Regions from separate parts of the Mus musculus genome. Here region 2 is linked to region 1. The links are chromatin contacts, called in public promoter capture Hi-C maps. All regions are on one chromosome and are shown on one strand. The core of a region is the stretch at or near the end of the contact, and the rest is flanking DNA. Distances in the headings are between cores, read along the strand shown. Region 1 overlaps Gm34455 (a long non-coding RNA gene). Region 2 overlaps Gm17382 (predicted gene, 17382).

Region 1 (4,273 bases), core at 884-3,383:
GCTGTGCTGGTTAGCTCTAGGCTACACTGTGTAGGTTCAAATCCCTGCCCCACCCAATCCCACAGTGGTGGGAACTCGAACTATTGGCTTAACCTGTTAGTGTGTTGGGGGTCTAATCTGTAAAAGGATATGAAAGTCTGATGATAAGAATTCAAGGACCCATATGAAGCCCGCAGCCTGCGTCAGTGCTCCATCGGCAAAGGTCTTATTGTTCTTCCGTGAGCAGAAGCAGGAAGCTACGTACCATGGCCAGTGTAAGCACTCTGGGGACCAAGGCAGGTAGCGTGGTCATTGAAACCCTCCGAGTAGCTCTGGAGACAGTATGGCCCTCTGTCACATTAGAACAGAGACTCCCAACCTCTCAGAAGCATAGACCGCCTGCTAGAAATGTAGAGCTGGCGGGAAGCGTGACCCTGTCCCCCGTGAGCCCTCAGCCCAGGCCTGCCCACATGACCCAGCTTCCTGTTTGTGATACCAACATTGGAGGGAGGAAATCAACAACCCCACCCAGGGCTAGAGGGCAAGAATGTGGATGTGCTGACGTCAAAACTTGTCCCAGTTCTGAAGAGATGGGATGGGAAGGGCTTCCTGCTGAGCTTCTGAGCTAGCCTGCTCTGAGGGAGCTGAGGTGACCTGTGACAGCCCACTCAGCTTTCTCTGTGGGGTGCTGCAGGGGTGAACTCGTGTCCTGCCACAACACAGCTGTAGGACCTGGGCAAACACGTTGCAAGTCTCAGTCCCGTGTGTATAAGGGAACGGCAATGCTAATGGAGCAAGGGTACCCATCAGGTCTGAGAGAAGCCCTCCCTCAACCGTGAGCCTTCTCCTCACTGAAAGAGCCACAGGAGAACCTTGCCTTCAAGAAAGATCCAAGCCCCTCCTGGGGTGAAGCATGCCCTCGCTTCCTTCAGCTCCTGCCACCATCTACCTGGCTGGCAAGGCAGGGAAGGAGAGGAAGCCAGTCACAGAGCATGAAGTATTTCCAGGGGTGGTGAGGAGGAGTTTGTCCAGCATTTATGCTGTGACTCAGGCTGAAGCCTGGACTCAGGCACTTCCTGGTCTAGTGACTCAGTTTCCCTTGTTATACAGCAGCATCACAACACAAGGCCTGCTTTTCAGCTTTGAAGAGGCATTGAGGCAACTATTGAGTACTGGTAGGGCCCTTCATGCCCCATGCTTGGAGGGCCTACTACGTGCCTGAGGCTCTATGCACATTTGATCTTGATTCTTGGCTGAGCCTAGAGAAATTAGAAATACTATTGACCACATTGTATGGCGTGATAAGCAGGCCAAGGGACAGCCTAAGCTCATGGAGCCGGGGACCAGCAGAGTCCAACGGAGAGCACAGGCCTCACTAGCATCAGGAATGTGCCTTCCATTGGAAGCATGCCCTAATAGTATTAGGTCATGCCCTTGACCCCAGCAGATGTTTCAGGGACCCCTCCCCACCTCTACCCCATAGAAGGTCTCCTGGTCCACTCTCCAGCCTGACCCTCTGGTTTCAAATGTGTCCACATAGGCTGTAGGAACTTGGCTCAAGTCTGGCCTCCTTTCTATAATAGACTGCTTGGAATCCAAAGCTGGAGTCCTGGTGTCCTCTGTCCCACATGCCTGGAAAGGCACTGTCAAGGTTCTTCACCCTATGAGACTGAATTTCCAAGCTTGGTACTGAAGGAGAGCTGGCATGGAGGACTGACACAGGGTCCATGAACCCCCCCCCTAGGAAGGCAGAGCCCCCTACAGCAAGCACCTGGGAGGGAAGGACCAGGAGTGGGGCCGCCATGGGGCCAGCTGGGCCCTCACTGGGCTGTCTGCCCTCCTCCATTTTCTCTCATTTTCCTCTAGGACATCACTTAGCCCCATTTTGGAGCCTGGATTAGACTCGAGGTTGGCTGCCCCCAAAAACTTGCAACCTGGTCCATACCCATCTTTCCCCTGAGCCTGAGTTCCCCGGTATGCTACAAAATTCGGGAGCCCCCCCTCCCCCAGTTACTGATGAAGACATCACATCTTTAAAGACCCTAGTACATCTCACAAAGCATCAATAAACTGGCATCCAGACCCAGGGAAGGGTCCATGAATGATCCTGAGAGCCCCTTCCTTGGGTGTCCAGCAGGTGGCAGCATCAGTCCCTTGTTGGCACACAGACTTTTGCTCTCAAATGCTTTATAGATTTTGTTAGCAATCCCCCCACCCCACCCCGTTCCACCCTGAGCTACACCCCCAAGCCCTTACAGAGTTTCATGCCATTGGTGGTGAGGAACTAGATTTAGAAGTTGATGCTCCTGGAGAATTTCCTGCCCACTAATCCCATAGGCCCTTGCTCCTAGCAAGGCTGCGGGCCAGCCCTGTGGGAAGAAGCAGAGGGAGCCTTACCCTGGAGACCCCTCCTCCCGCCGCCCTGCCTGGCTCTCCACAGCCCTCTGCATCCAGGGCTCTCTCACTTTCTCCACCCTCTTCCTGCTTTTCTTCCTCTTTGTGTGAATTACAGGAACAGTTCACAGGTTCTTTTCTTTTTTAAACAATTTTACTTTATTTTTATATTTTATATATGAGTACATGGTAGCTGTCTTCAGACACTCCAGAAGAGGGCATCAGATCTGGTTACAGATGGTTGTGAGCCACCATGTGGTTGCTGGGAATTGAACTTAGGACCTCTGGAAGAGCAGTCAATGCTGTTAACTATTGAGCCATCTCTCCAGCCCACACAGGTTCTTTTCCAGGGCCAGTATGCAGCACACAAGAGGAGTCTTTTGGAGTGTTCAAGTGATGGTGGGAAAACAGTCAATAATAAAGGAAGAAAGGAACTTCTTTTTTTTAATTCTTTTTTTAAATTTATTTATTTATTATATGTAAGTACACTGTCAGACACTCCAGAAGAGGGAGTCAGATTTTGTTACAGATGGTTGTGAGCCACCTGTGGTTGCTGGGATTTGAACTCTGGACCTTCAGAAGAGCAGTCAGGTGCTCTTACCCACTGAGCCATCTGACAGCCCAGAAAGGAACTTCTTCAGGAACTTCTTCACAGGCCCTGGCAAGCATCCGTCTGGTGATATGACAGGGTGACCAGCGGGAGGCATGGAGGAGGCAGGGAAGTGGCCAAGGACAAGGGAATCCACACAGAGGTGCAATCCTCAAAGGCCCTTGGGCAGCCAGGGATGTCTTGGGAATCCAAGGAGGCTGGTGCCATGCTTTTCCAAGATGCCGACTAAAGGGTGCATCAGCTTGCCACAGCCCATATAGCCACAAACACAGAGAAGCAGTTCCTGGGTTCTCAGACGAAGAAACTAGGACCCTCAGCCAAATCAGGGACCATAAGCAACCAGGAAAAGAAAGAAAGAAAAGACAGAGTTTAGCCTGTGCAGAGTGCAGGTACTCTGTTGTGCCGTAGCGGCTACTTTATGTAGATGAAGGGATGAAATGGGAGTCTCAGAAGGAAGGAACACGCCTAGGGTCATGAAGAATAGCAGACCTGAGCCTTGTACCTGAGGCTTCCCCATGGAGGTAGCTAGCACCCTGTGCCCTAGATACCTCAGAGCCACCCGGAGGGCCTTTCCTTCCTCGGGCCCTGCAGCCATCCCGCTGAAGCTCCTTAGGGTCCCTTGAGGTCAGCCAGCAAGTCTTATTCTCACAACCCTCCCCTGGCACTCCACGTTTCCGTAGCAATGCTCTACCCTCTCCCACCGCTGCCACCACACCACACCACATCACACCAACCCTGTTGCCTCTCCCTGGATGGCTCTCTGTGTGACTAACACCTAAGGTCACCACATTGTGTCTGTCTCCCCCACCAGACTGCACCTGAACCCCACGAAGGTCTCAGCCTCATGAATCAACCTTTATATGGCCCCTGCCTACCACACTGATAACATGTATTCATTCGTACCCAGAGCTGCATGTGTAGAGAAAGAGCTCTGTGGACTGGAGACCTTTGCTTGAGCCTGTGCCAGGACCTTGACCTGCAGGAAGAAGGTCAGAGAAAAAAAATGGCAGCTGTGACCTAGGCCAAGTCCTCCAGAGTGGGGCCATCTGGGTCATGGGTAGCATTAGTGCTGGGGACATGGCATCAGCAGGCTTAGAGATATCTCTTGTGCACAAAATAGAGATGAGTGAGCCCTAGAACGTGACCTGGAACATCTTCTAGGGTATAGGGAGGGTGGAGTCCCCGGAGCTCTGAGCAAGGTGGCAAAGTGTGTGAGGGTCTGACTCAGCCAGGAACTATTGGGGAACATAGGAAAATGGGGACAGACACCACTCTTGCACAAGCAAGGTT
Region 2 (4,273 bases), core at 1,262-3,761, 390 kb after region 1:
AATAAACACTTACTTTCTTATCTCAAATTCATGCTCCTTAACTTTCAACATTCAAGATTCCTTTCCTTTCCTTTCCTTTCCTTTCCTTTCCTTTCCTTTCCTTTCCTTTCCTTTCCTTTCCTTTCCTTTCCTTTCCTTTCCTTTCCTTTCTTTTGTTTTTTTGTTTTTTGTTTGTGTTTTTTTGAGTCAGGGTTTCTCTGTGTAGCCCTGACTGTGGAATTCCATATGTAGACCAAGCTGGCCTTGACCTCAGAGTTCTATCTGCCTATGCCTCCCAAGTGCTGGGATTAAAGGCAAGTACCGCCATCACACAGCCAAGATTCCTATTATGTTAAAATTATATATGTCATGAATATATTCACTCCTGCCTCTCTGTGTGACCCTAACTGGTCCAGAACTAAGTAGACCAGACTGGTCTCAAACTCACTCACAGAAATCCACCTGCCTCTGCCCCCAATGAAAGCATGTGTCACCATGCCCAGCTATGAATATGCTCTTAAAATTTACTTACTCATTTATTTTATGTGCATTGGTGTTTTGCCTCCATGTATGCCTAAGTGAGGATATAGGATTCTCTAGAACCGGACTTACAGACCGTTCTGAGCTGCTGTGTGGGTGCTGGGAGTTAACCCCTGTGGAGGAGCAGCCAGTGCTTGTAACCACTGAGCCATCTCTACAGCTCCATTTTCACTGATTGTTTCTTATTTTTCCTCTGATTTTAAATTTATTTTATCTTTAAAAAGATTTGTTTATGTTTATTTTATATGTATTGGTGTGTTGACTGAGTGCATATCTGCATGAGGGTGTTGAATCCCCTGGAACTGGGGTTACTGACAGTTGTGAGCAGCCATGTGGCTGGTGGAAGTTGAACTCAGGACCTCTGGAAGAGCAGCCAGTACTCTTTAATCCCTGAGCCATCTCTCCAGCCCCTTATTTTTAGTTGAAATAGAATGACATCACTTTCTCCTCTCCGTTTCCTCCCTCTGCTCCCAGATACCTTCTCGTGAATCATTCCTATGTCTTCCTCGAGCCTGATAGCCTTTTTTTCTTTAATCAGTATTGATAAGCCTGTTTTTCTTTGATTATTATTGCTACTCACATATGCTTGTGTGTATGTAATACGTGTATGCACAAATATATAAATAAAAGCACAACCTGCTGAGTCTTGGTGTGTATCAAGGCTACCATTTTACGCTGGACAACCAATAAGGGGCTCGTCTCTTGAAGGGGAAAATGCTTCTCCCAGCAGGCATTAGGTGCCTATAGTTCTTTGTCTAAGGATAAGACCCTGTGGAATTTCCCCTTCCCTGTTAACGTGCTCACTGGTATTGACATTGTTCAGGTCTTCTTCATGCAGCCATCTCTAGGGCAGACTGCTCCACAGCAGGCTTCCTCATATTCTGGCTTTTACCCTCTCTGCCCCCTCTCCCATAATGCTCCCCTAAGCACAGACTCGGGAGCTGTGATATAATGTATCCACTGGGGCATGGCTCCCACAATCTGCTGATTTCTGCAGTGTCCAGTTGTGGTTGTCTGCTGGTTTCCATTTGCTATGAAGAAAGGCTTCTTTGATGAGGGGTGACTGCTACATTTATTGAGCATACATCAATTTTTTAAAAATGGATGCATGGTATTCCCTATCCATAAACCAGAACTTATTAAACTATTTTGTTTTTTTTTAAGATATATTTATTATATGTAACTACACTGTAACTGTTTTCAGATACTCCAGAAGAGGGCATCAGATCTCCTTATAGAGGGTTGTGAGCTACCATGTGGTGACTGGGATTTGAACTTGGGACCTTTGGAAAAGCAGTCAGTGCTCTTAACTGCTGAGCTATCTCACCAGCCCTAAACTATTTTCTGTTGGTAGATATTTAGTGTGTGTCTCTGATCTATCTATTTATCTGTCTGTCTATCTATCTATCATCTATCTATCTATCTATCTATCTATCTATCTATCTATCTATCTATCATCTTTCTCTCCATATAGAGGATTGAACCCAGTGCCTTCTGCCTCTACCACCCCACAACTTTTCCATACCTTCAGAATGATTATCATTTACTGTCTGTCCACATGAGATGTCTGTGAGTGACAATTCTGGGATGTCTGAGAGTACTCTGAGATGCAACAGTGTTCATTCATGAGGGGAGGGCTGGAAGTCAGGTCAAGACTTTGTTTCAGATACATGCTGGGTTCTGGGCTCCAGTCAACCCCTTGTTGTCTCTCAGAGTTGAGAGTATTAGGACAGACATTTGAGATACGGGAGAGAGCAGTCAGTGAGGGGACGACTGCCTGGCTATAGGTTCCATCTCCCCAAAGCTCTTGCTGCTGGCAGAAGCCTTGGGAAGGCCGGTTCCATCCTTGACCACTCATCTCTACCTTGGGGACAGTCTAAGCTTCTGTGACCTGGGGTGAAAGATCCCAGATCCTGTTACTGGCTCCTCTTGGAAGCCTCCACTCTCGGCCTCCCTGCTTCCTGTGACTAATTTCTGAAATCCCTGTGACTGAGAAGGTATAGGATGAAGTTTCCCACTCCTGGAGGGCTCTGGGTCCCAGACTGGGGCTAGGGGGTTTGACGGTGGGTGACAGCTAGGACTTCTGTGTGGTCACATACAATAAATACTTCAAGAGCAGAAGCGGGAACCTTCAGATTGGGTGGCAGCAGCTGTGGGGTACAGGGATAACCTCACTGATGGCTGGTTAGATAGGGCTCTCTCTCTCTCTCCCTCTCTCCCTCTCCCTCTCCCTCTCCCTCTCCTTCTCTCTCTCTCTCTCTCTCTCTCTCTCTCTCTCTCTCTCTCTCTCTCTCTCTCTCTCTCTCTCTCTCATGTTAGACCATTTCAGAAGGCAGTGTGCTCGCTGATGAAAAGGCCATGGTCATTCTCTTAGGAAATCTGCTGGGTCTGGCTCTGACAGTCCTCAGCTGCTCCATAAATCTTCCATCAGTTCCATCCAGCCAAAAAGATGTCATCACCGTTTTCTCCTAGCAACAAGGAATAAAAGGTCAGTAACTCCCCCAGCCCCGCCCAAGACTAAGGAGACAAATGGAAAGTTTTCATCGGGAGGTGCTGGGCTGTTTATGCAGGAAACGATTTGTGCTAGGAAGCCAGCTTAAGTGTGAGAATGGTGATTGCTTTAGGCGCCAGTAGTGCCCTGGACTCTCCCACACTTAACAGACAGAACCTAAGAAGCTTAAAGTTAGAAGAACTATTAGCTGTCATCCAGTACACTCAGATTCAATTCTCAAGACAACAGAATCTGTACTGTAAATAATATGTTTATGCAGCCTCTTGATACATTCAAACAGAAGTACCAAGAGTGGAAAAGGCTCTGGATCCCTCTGACTTCTGCTATCCTGTGTTTAAACTCTCTGTCTGGTGTCTCGGCCAGGGTGTCCCCAACACTGGCTGCTGCTCACAAACTCTTGCCTGGGGAAGCATCAGTATACATTACCATAGTGTTGCTGATTGGTGCCTGACCTGGAGATGGTGAATATTTAAAGTTGCTGAGCCACTTTGGTTGGTCTGTGTGGCTTTGTTGGAGGTAGAATTCGAGGTCGAATTCATCTTGCTTGCACGGATTGTACACACTGAGGGGCTGGCACCCCTTCTGCCTTGGAGCTTGGGAGCCAGTTGTCATTCTTCAGTCTGGTGCCTCAGTGAAGCTCAGGGGCAGCCTGGGGCTTTCAGGCTCTTTGTTGGGGCAGCAGCGGGGAGAGGGTGGCTCCACTGTGTGTGAGCTACCAGATCCTTTGGAACTGGAGTTACAGATGGTTGTGAGCTGCGATATGGGTGCTGGGAATTGAACCAGGGTCCTCTGTAAGAACAACCAGTGCTCTTAACCTCTGAGCCATCTCCATCCCCTTGTCTATTGTTTTAGTTAAGGTTTCTATTGCTGTGAGAAAACATCATAACCTAAAGCAACTTGGAAAAGGAAAGGTTTATTACAACTTACAGTTCCACATCATAGTCTTTTGAGGGCAGGAGCTCAAACAGGGCAGAACCCTGGAGGCAGGAGCTGATGCAGAGGCCATGGAGGGATGCTGCTTACTTGATTGCTCTCTGTGGCTTGCTCAGCCTCTTTCTTATGGAACCCAGGATCACCAGCCCAGGTGTGGCCCCGCCCACAATGGGCTGGGCCCTCCCACATCAGTCACTACATAACAAAATGCCCTACAGGCTTGTCTACAGGTCTGGCATTTTCTTAATTGAAAGTCCCTCTTCCCAAATGACTCTAGCGAATATAAAGTTGACATAAGCTAACCTGGAC

What was found. Promoter capture Hi-C pulls out the DNA fragments that hold promoters and counts their contacts.
Region 2: a contact with region 1 is called in a promoter capture Hi-C map of hippocampal neurons, with 4 times the contacts expected there. The contact joins two enhancer-like sites. A contact is called at or near these places in 13 of 39 promoter capture datasets (the 3T3-L1 cell line, 3T3-L1-derived adipocytes, the HPC-7 cell line and 8 more), 2 of 15 datasets of contacts at CTCF or cohesin (both in embryonic stem cells), 17 of 484 Hi-C or Micro-C datasets (the 63-12 cell line, the HPC-5 cell line, the HPC-7 cell line and 9 more) and 6 of 115 datasets of contacts at active chromatin or transcription factors (the NIH/3T3 cell line, embryonic basal ganglia, embryonic stem cells and 3 more).

The regions. Positions count from the first base shown.
Region 1 is chr17:26,464,723-26,468,995 of GRCm38.p6, forward strand. Gm34455 (a long non-coding RNA gene) reads right to left here. Exons shown (of 3, transcript XR_876694.2): 3 at 2,932-4,273. Among named protein-coding and RNA genes, the nearest start is that of Gm34455, 37 kb to the right of the region's middle. Within about 2 kb of position 2,134, at least 55 of the 459 cell types and tissues checked have an H3K27ac peak or open chromatin away from gene starts, as enhancers often do.
Region 2 is chr17:26,858,605-26,862,877 of GRCm38.p6, forward strand. It overlaps Gm17382 (predicted gene, 17382), which reads right to left. Exons shown (of 3, transcript NR_168075.1): 3 at 1,573-2,987. Among named protein-coding and RNA genes, the nearest start is that of Nkx2-5, 19 kb to the left of the region's middle. Within about 2 kb of position 2,512, at least 34 of the 459 cell types and tissues checked have an H3K27ac peak or open chromatin away from gene starts, as enhancers often do.